Linked DNA regions of Sus scrofa: region 2 is linked to region 1. A link is a contact called in public promoter capture Hi-C data. All regions are on one chromosome and are shown on one strand. The core of a region is the stretch at or near the end of the contact, and the rest is flanking DNA. Distances in the headings are between cores, read along the strand shown. Region 1 overlaps TCP11L1 (T-complex protein 11-like protein 1). Region 2 holds the start of DEPDC7 (DEP domain-containing protein 7).

Region 1 (4,408 bases), core at 812-3,311:
GCTTTGCAACCTCCCAGTACCGGGTAGTACTTGGGTTTAGGATGCAAAAGATTTCCAAGGATCATTCTGACAGTAGACATCTGACCCCAGTGAAGACACCATGTATCCCAGAGCTATTTTTTAAGAGAAATGTCAGGCTGACATGTCACTATTCAGGAAGAAGTCTCCTCACCCCCACTTCCACACCCTCTTTAGAGCCTCCTCTGGCACAAAACAGGGAAGTCAGAAGCAAGAGGTGAAACCTTAGGCTCACGTATTGAAAGGAAAAATAAGGAACTTAGATGAGAAAGAAATTTAGAGAAGTAATAGGATCTGAGGCTAGAAATAAGAAATCCCAGTGCCCTCAAAAAAGAAGGGGGAGTCTAGACGCCAAACCAGCTATTTGCTGGGGAAACCCCTTGTTAGTCACTTCCTGCTGTGAGAAGTATTTATGTGAAAAGCATACTAAGGAAAAAATATTGCTCCACATGGAAGGGGAAGATGTTCCTTTGGATAAAGCTGAAAAGCAACATCACTGTTCAAGTTTTCATCAAGATGAGTAAGAACAGGACAGAAGTTCAGCAGCTGAAACTGGAAGCCCCATTCACTGCTGGTGGACGGTCAAATAAGGCAGCCACTTTGGAAAAAAGACTGGCAGCTCCTCAGAGTGTTACACTTAATAGTTAACCCATGACGCGGCAATTCTAATCCTAGGTACATACCCAAAAGAACTGGGAACACAGGGCCACACAAAACCTTGTACACAAATATTCAGAGCAGCGCAATTCACAATAGTCCTAAAGTGGAAACAGCTCAAGTGTCCATCAACTGATGAATGGATAAAGCACAATGTGGTAGAGCCATACAACAGAGTGTTATTCAGCCTTAAAAAGAAACATCAACAACAACAGGGATGAACCTTGAAGAGATTACAGGAAGTGAAATAAGGAAGACAAAAGGACACAAGTACTGACTGATTTAATTCTTATGAGGTGCCCAGAGGCATCAAACTCAGAAACAGGAAACAGAGGTTGCCACGAGCTGGGGGTGGGGAGGGAGGAACGAGGAGTTAAGTGTTTAAAGGATAGAATTTCAATTTGTGAAGATAGAAAAGTTCTGTACATGGGTGGTGGGGATGGCTGCACAGCAATGTCAGTGTACTTAATGCCACTGCAACTGTACATTTAAAAATGGTAAGTTCTGAGTTCCTGTTGTGGCTCAGTGGTAAGGAACCCACCTAGTATCTATCTATGAGGACATGGGTTCAATCCCTGGCTCAGGGGGTTAAGGATCAAGGGTTGCCGTGAGCTGGGGTGAAGGTTGCAGTCGAGGCTCTGATTTGGCGTTGCTGTGGCTGTGGGGTAGGCCAACAGCTACAGCTCTGATTTGACCCCTAGCCGGGAAACCTCCAATATCCCTTGGGTGTGGCCCTAAAAAGACAATAAAATAAAATAAAAAAATAAATAAAATAAAAATGGTTTTATGTTACATATATTTCATCACAATTAAAACAACACTTTAAAAAAAGGGAATGAAGTACTGATACATGCTACAACAGATGAACTTTATGCTTAGAAGAAGCCAGACACAAAAGGCCAATATTCCATGATTCCGTTTACACGAAAAGTCCAGAACAGGACAAATGCACAGAGACAGAAAGTAGATGAATGGCTGCCAAGGTGGTGGTGGGGGGGTGGGGTGCGGGGAGAGGTGGTGACTGCTAATGGGTACAGGGTTTCTTTTTGGGGTGAAGAAAACATTCTGATATTAAATACAGTTCATGGCCACACAATTCTGTGAATATACTCAAAACCAATGAGTTGTACAACTTTAAAAAGAAAAATTTTCTGGTATGTGAACTGTGACAAAGCTTACTTTTTAAAGGTTCAGCAGCGCAAAAAGAAAGGAGCAGTCAAACTGCTCTGGAGCACCTACTTCAGGGAAAAGTCTGTGCAGGTGGTCCCACTTCAGAAGCTTCAGGTACGCATAATTCTGGACCGCAGCAGGGTCTGGCCTGGGACTGGCCTCAGAGCCAGCCGCCCCTCCCCCAGCTGGCAGGGCATTTCTATACCTCTGATTCATGAGGTCATCTGCGGCTTCTTCCAGCCACTGAGTGACAAAGTCCAGGGAATCTGTGAAAAGGAAGGCTTTGAATATTACTGGAAGGCTCCCAGAGGGACGCTTCCCAGGGTAACTTCAGGGAAGTTCTTCCTGGAAATGTGGTCAAGTATACAGCATGGACTTTGGAATCAAACAGACCTTGGTTCAAATCACAGGACTACCAATTACTAGTTGGGTGACCTTAGATTTCTGTCTGACTATCGAGATCCTTTATTTTTTTTTTAGGGCTGCACCCACAGAATATGGAAGTTCCCAGGCTAGGGGTTGAATTGGAGCTACAACTGCCGGCCTACACCACAGCCACAGCAACTCGGGATCTGAGCTGTGTCTTCAACCTACACCACAGCTTGAGACAACGCCAGATCCTTAACCTACTTAGCAAGGCCAGGGATCAAACCCACATCCTCATGGATACTAGTCAAGTTTGTTACTGCTGAGCCATGATGGGAACTCCAAGATTCTTTTGTTTTTTAAATTACTCAATGAATTGTATTACACTTATAGTTGTACAATGATCATCACAACCAAATTTTATAGCATTTCCATCCCAAACTCTCTGTGCATCTCCCCATCCGATCCTTCAAGATTCTTAATATAGGAGTTCCTGTTGTGGTACAGCGGAAACAAATCCAACTAATAACCAAGAGGTTGCGGTTTTGATCTCTGGCCTCGATCAGTAGGTTAAGGATCTGGCGTTGCCGTGAGCTGTGGTGTAGGTCGCAGATGCAGCTCAGATCTGGCATTGCTATGGTTCTGGTGTAGGCTGGCAGCTGTAGCTTCGATTAGACACCTAGCCTGGGAACCTCCGTATGCTGTGGGTGTGGCCCTAAAAAGCAAAAAATAAAAAATAAAAAAATAAAAAAAATAAAGATTCTTAATATAAAGAAATGTCCACCACCGCCTCACGGGCTGTGGTGAGGATTAACCATGGTGAATGTGGAGCACGTGGCCGGGCTGTACCACCTTGGATGTTCAACAGACTTTCACACTCCTCTCTCGCACCCTAACCTCTCATGCATGACATGTGGCTGGAAGCTGGGATAACTCCAGCTCACTGAGATGCAAAAACTCTTGCCCAGAGACAGATGGGGTTAAGACACTGGCTAGAGTTTCCCAGTGTAAACCATCTTCCTCACTGAAGATGAGGTGTACCCATCTAGATCTTACTTTTGCCTCAATTTGTTTTAATTCAGCCTTGTGGGGGCTAAGTTCTATCATGTGTCTGACATGGACTGTGCAGCATTTGCAGCACCATGGAGGGAATCTCAGCTGTCTTTCATCCTCCATCCTTTCTATACTCTTCTTTTTTTCTTTTCTTTTTTTCTCTTTAATTATAGTTGATTTACAATGTTGTGATCCCTACTCTTTTAAGCTGAGTAATACACTGGGGATTCTGAGGGACACAAGAGAAGATGATGAGGTTTTTGTACACATTGTCTGAGCAAAAACTCCCTGACAGGACATGGAGTGACCTGCAGCCCTGCCAATGGAAGCCACCTTACAACCAAGTGGATAGCCAAGGGTATGGCTGGGGCCTTCACTGCTGCTGCAGGACACACCTCTGGCTCTGCCCACATGCTGATCATGCTGAGCTCTTGGTTCTGAGCTTCGCTCTCCCTTTAGCCTCTGCTGACAGCATTCTGTAGGCCATCAGCTCAGCAGCCTTGGCTTTCAGGTTCCGAGTGATGTGCATTAGCCTCTGTTCAGCTCAGGGACTGGGCCCACTGCCGGCACCTGGCACTCCCACTCCAGCTTGTCAGCCTATAAAACTGCAACCCTGATGTCTCCTGAGGGGTAGTAGCATGCTTGTGGGAAAGGGAGCTAGAGTGGTCATCAATTCTGATCAGAAATATCTCAAAACCCATTCCCAAATCTGTAAAATGGGGTTACAATATAGTGCCTACCTCATAGGCTTCCTGTGAGGTCGTATATGGCAAGAGCCTGGTACATAGTAACACTAACCAATCATCTGCTAGTTCTGCTAGTTCTGCTCCTTCTACTCTGCTCCTCGACTCTCCCTGGCCCTCAGGGCCATCTCGACTTCTCTGCTTGGGCTGGATAAACAACTGCTCAGGGCACTGAACTGACTATTCTGGTCAGGCTACACAATCTACCCGGAGACTGCCATTTACATCTAGTAACCCGCAAAATTAGAGGCTAAACGGAACACATAATAAATTGGAAGACAGCGATGCACTCAGAACATCAGCTGCCAATGCAGAGACCAAAAAAAGCACCCTAGAAATGCAACATAGTTTGGATTTTAAGTTCTCTCTTTCCTGCAATCATCTGAGAGGTTCATAAAACT
Region 2 (4,408 bases), core at 804-3,303, 52 kb after region 1:
CCATACAGATCAGCTCCCTGGTTGTTACAGCCCCTTTAAAATGTGGAAGAGTTACTAATAGGTAAAGAAACAAATATACAAAGCTGCTTGCCAGAGCACACAGAACGACAATGGCAAGGAACCAAAATCCAGCGGCTCCCATTACCGTGCTCACTAGGACTGTGACAAGGCAACTAAAGAGTGGAAAGGGGATTAACACAGGATAACAGGGAGGGTTCCAACAGCAGCAAGCAAAGCACATGAGAATAGGCAGTGAGGCCTTCTCTGCCCACTGCACCAAGTATGCAGAAGACTGTGGTCCTTTCCTTGGGTTCAAATTCCATAACCATCATTTTAACTCTTCCCTCTGAGAGTTATCTATTTAATTTTGAATACATGTTCCCTTGCACTAAGAATCTGTTCACAAATGACCAAAGTTCTGAATTGGTATTTCAAGTGTTAGAGAAGACAAGACTTTTTTATTTATTTATTTAGCGTTTTAGGGCCGCACCTGGGCATACGGAAAGTTCCCAGGCTAGGGGTCGAATGGGAGCTACAGCTGCTGGCCTACACCACAGCCACAGAAACGCTAGATCTGAACGTCATCCGAAATCTACACCACAGCTCACGGTAACACCAGATCCTTAACCCACTGAGCGGGGCCAGGGATTGAACTTGCGTCCTCATGGATACTAGTCAGATTCATTATTGCTGAGCCGCAATTGGAGCTTCAAGAGAGGACTTTTAATCATGTAAAACTTGGGAATTTCTTTCACTTAAAAAGTGAGCCTAAAGATTTCTCAAGACTGTTTCCAAGACTATTTGATTTTATATTCCTAAATGATGAATTATTTCTCTTCTCTCCTATAAAACAAGGAAAAATTCTGAATGTAGCCATCATGTGCTCATCTGAATCCTTTCAATTGGAGGATAAGGTCAATATTAAGATTGTTTTTAGAAAAGTACAAACAGAAAAGTGCTTCTCTATCACAATTTATTCTTAGCATTTTGAAGATTATGCACCCAATGTGACCTACGACAATCCACTGACCACTCTTACCTTGAGGAATGAGTCACAGTTTCACTGGTTTGTTTTTACAAATGAAAAGTTTTTGTCAGATGGGGAACTAATTCTTAAAGCACCCCACATTGCAGCTACAAAAAGGGGGAAAGTTCTAACTTCTCTAAAAGTAAACTAAAAAAGCCAAGTGTTATCTGGACGTCTTAACTCTATTAACTGAGATGTAGGATACGTTGGAATTAGAATTTTAGAACCGATCGTCCAATTCTGTTCCGTTGTTGGAACATTTAAAAAACCCCAAGATGTTAGCATACTAACATTCTAAGCAAACCGCCCCCCAACACATGATTAAGCTGGCAGAATTCACCAGCGTCTCTCTTAATAACATAAATCCTCTGAAAAAGAAAAGCAAAAACTTCTATTCATTGAAATACCGTTTATCCGGAAAGCACAAAAAATACCTGAAGCCAAGTTTCTGCCGGTACAATTTAATATAACAGAAACTTCTCCTCACTCCCAGGAAGAATCTGGGGAACAAAGTGGGCAAGAGAGGCATTTGGGCCATGGCTGTACTGAGGAGTCAAGGTCTGTGGCTGAGACAGAAGGCAAAGAGCTATACCACTGCAGATATACTTGTCACCAGTACTGCTGTGGAGCACGTCTGGTGACCGTCTGCCAGCCCAGTCCGCAGCGGGAGCACAGACTAGGACACGGTTAAGTTAAAGTTTGGGTAACTTAGAAAGCTGAGCAGCGAAGGCACTGGTCCGAGCGGCCGCAGCTGTGAGGAGCTCCCGGAGGCCGCCGCGGACCTGGCTGTACCCGGCGGAATTCCCGCCCGCGCGAGAACCGCAGCCTGGGTCCCAAGCCCGCCCCCGGACAGGGTCCCTGGCACCTACCGGGAGGCCTCCGCGCGGGGCTCTGGAGAGCCGAGAGGTTCAGAGCCGCCGCCTTCTCCCGCACCGTGGCCATGGCAGCAGCGGACCACACGCCACCACCTCAGACTGCCTCACCGCGAAGTGGGTGCCGGCGCTGCGGCCGCCAGTTAACTGGCCGGGGCAGGGGCGGGGCTTCCGGCAGGCACCGCCCCCTGAATCCTCCGCCCCCGGCGGGCCCGCGGGACCGCCAAGCTCCACCGGTCACGTGCAGGCCCGGCAGGCAGTAACCTGCTGCCCCGCGGGCAAGGGAAAGGTACGGCAGCTTTCCCCTTGAGTCCCGGCCTCGGGGTAGCCAGATGGGAAATATTTCTGCGAACACGACCCTGCGAGTCCGCGCCTGCCCCACGCGGCCAGCATTTCGTCGCGGTTGGCAGAGTCCAAGCGCAGGCAGGGATAAGCGCCCGGCAGCCTCAGACCAGCTGGGTGCAAAGCACATCCCATCCCACACTGGATTACCTCTGGGCCTCACTGTCCTCACCTGTGCGCGGGGGCAGTATTAGTACCCACTTAACGGATTTATTTATTTATTTTTTTAAACGAGGATTACACGACCTAACTCATGTTCGGCATTTTAGTAGTTGGGTCTGGAACCTAAGTGCTTAATATTATATCACACCCATTTCCACGCATCCCTTCCTGTAAAGAACGAATCTTTTATCTGGCCCAGAGGAGCAATGTCTAGAGGTCAGTCAGGAGGGCAGGGGCTGGCCTTGGGGCTGGCTGCCAAGGAAATCAGTGCTGCCTTCAAAGTAACTCTGGGTCTGGTGGCCAGGGACAGAACTAGGAGAGAAGGGGAGGAGGAGGGTAAAGGGATCCAATGCTGGGGTACCTCTGAAAAGATGAGTTGATATGAGACCAGTAATTCAATTCTCCCCCTCCCCTTTCTAACTTGCGGATTTCGCAATCATTTTAAACCTTTAGTGTACTGTATAATAAATTAGGAGGAGGAGGATGACCGACCGTAACGTTATAAATTAAATGGTTTTTAAATGGGAGTTCATTAGCTTATTGGAGGACGCTCCTACACGTGGTTAGAAGAATACATACGTGTGGTTATTTCAAAGAATCCATATCAAGAAGCTGCGACCTTAGGGACCCCGGTTTAACGGGTGAGACCTGAGCCATTGCTGCTCCTAAGATTTGGATTAGTATTTTTATGTGCTCCCTCCCCCTGGTGGTAGTAAAACCCAGCTTTGCCTCAGTTCAAGGAATTTCCTTTGTTAATTTCTCAGTTGGCTATTGCTCTCAAAGATACACTTTAGGACTGGTTTCTGGTATCCAGTAGACCAGTTAACTTTACCTTATGCTTTTAACCGAATCAACACACAAGTCCGTTCTCACTACTCAGGAGAAAAAAAGCTCATCTTATTTTTGAAACCAAATCTTGAGAAACGGTAATATTGACTTAAGCGACTATTTTGATATTTTATAAAAATTTCAAAGAATTTTTTACCAGCTTGTGCTATCTTTGTCTGTCTTACCTGGCGAAATGCTCCTTTTTACTTATCCACACTCTATGCATCCTGGAGGCCTAATTCAAATCCCACTTTCTTCACTGGACAGACTTTTTTTCCAGATTATACTGATTATTTCTCCTCTACAGATCCATGGCAATTATCAAGTACATCACTGTTTAGGGGGCCGTCATATTGATATTACGTAATTATTTCAGCACACACTTTTTTTTTTCTTTTTTTTTACACGCCTGCCTGGCATATGGAAATTCTTGGGCCAGGGATTGAATTCCAGCCACAGCTGCAACCTACACCACAGCTGTGGCATTGCTGGATACTTAATGCACTGCACCACAGTGGGAAAACCACACATATCTTTTAAAAGTTTTTTTATTTGATTAAGTATAGTTTATTTACAATGTTATATTAATTTCTGCCATACCACAAAGTGATTCAGTTTTATATATATATGTAAAAAATATTAATATAGTTATGTACATTTTTCATATTCTTTTCCATTATGGTTTATCATAGGATATTGAATATACAGTAGGACCTTGTTTATCCATTCTGTATATAATAGTTTGGGAGTTCCCATTGTGGCTCAGTGAGTTAAGAACCCAACTAGTATCCATGAGAATATAGGTTCAATCCCTGGTCTTACTCAGTGAGTTAAGGATCTGGTGTTGCCACGAGCTGTGGTGTAGGTCACAGATGCAGCTTGGATCTGGCACTACTGTGGCATAGACCATGGCCTACGGCTCTGATTTGACCCCTAGCCTAGAAACTTCCATATGCCACAGGTGCAGCCCTAAAAAGACAAAAAACAAATAAATGAACAAATAATTTTAAAATAAAATAAGTATATATAATAGTTTGCATCTGCTAATCACAAGCTCCCAGTACAGCCCTCCCTCCCTCTCCCTCCCCCCCTTCCCTCCCCCCTTGGCAACCACAAGTCTGTTCTCCATGCCTGTAAGTCTGTTTCTGTTTCATAGATAAGTTCATTTGTGTCATAT

The links. Promoter capture Hi-C pulls out the DNA fragments that hold promoters and counts their contacts.
Region 2: a promoter capture Hi-C map of liver shows a contact between it and region 1, with 9 times the contacts expected there. The contact joins the promoter of DEPDC7 here to the enhancer-like site in region 1. A contact is called at or near these places in 2 of 5 promoter capture datasets (fetal liver and liver), 8 of 47 Hi-C or Micro-C datasets (embryonic fibroblasts, epiblast stem cells, liver and 2 more) and 1 of 2 datasets of contacts at active chromatin or transcription factors (alveolar macrophages).

The regions. Positions count from the first base shown.
Region 1 is chr2:27,874,625-27,879,032 of Sscrofa11.1, forward strand. TCP11L1 (T-complex protein 11-like protein 1) reads right to left here. Exons shown (of 10, transcript XM_021083207.1): 7 at 1,915-2,111. Among named protein-coding and RNA genes, the nearest start is that of TCP11L1, 26 kb to the right of the region's middle. Within about 2 kb of position 2,062, at least 14 of the 83 cell types and tissues checked have an H3K27ac peak or open chromatin away from gene starts, as enhancers often do. A contact at or near this core is called in alveolar macrophages, fetal liver and liver, where this site is marked.
Region 2 is chr2:27,926,806-27,931,213 of Sscrofa11.1, forward strand. DEPDC7 (DEP domain-containing protein 7) reads right to left here and starts at 2,054. Exons shown (of 9, transcript XM_021083209.1): 1 at 1,897-2,054. The coding sequence starts at 1,969.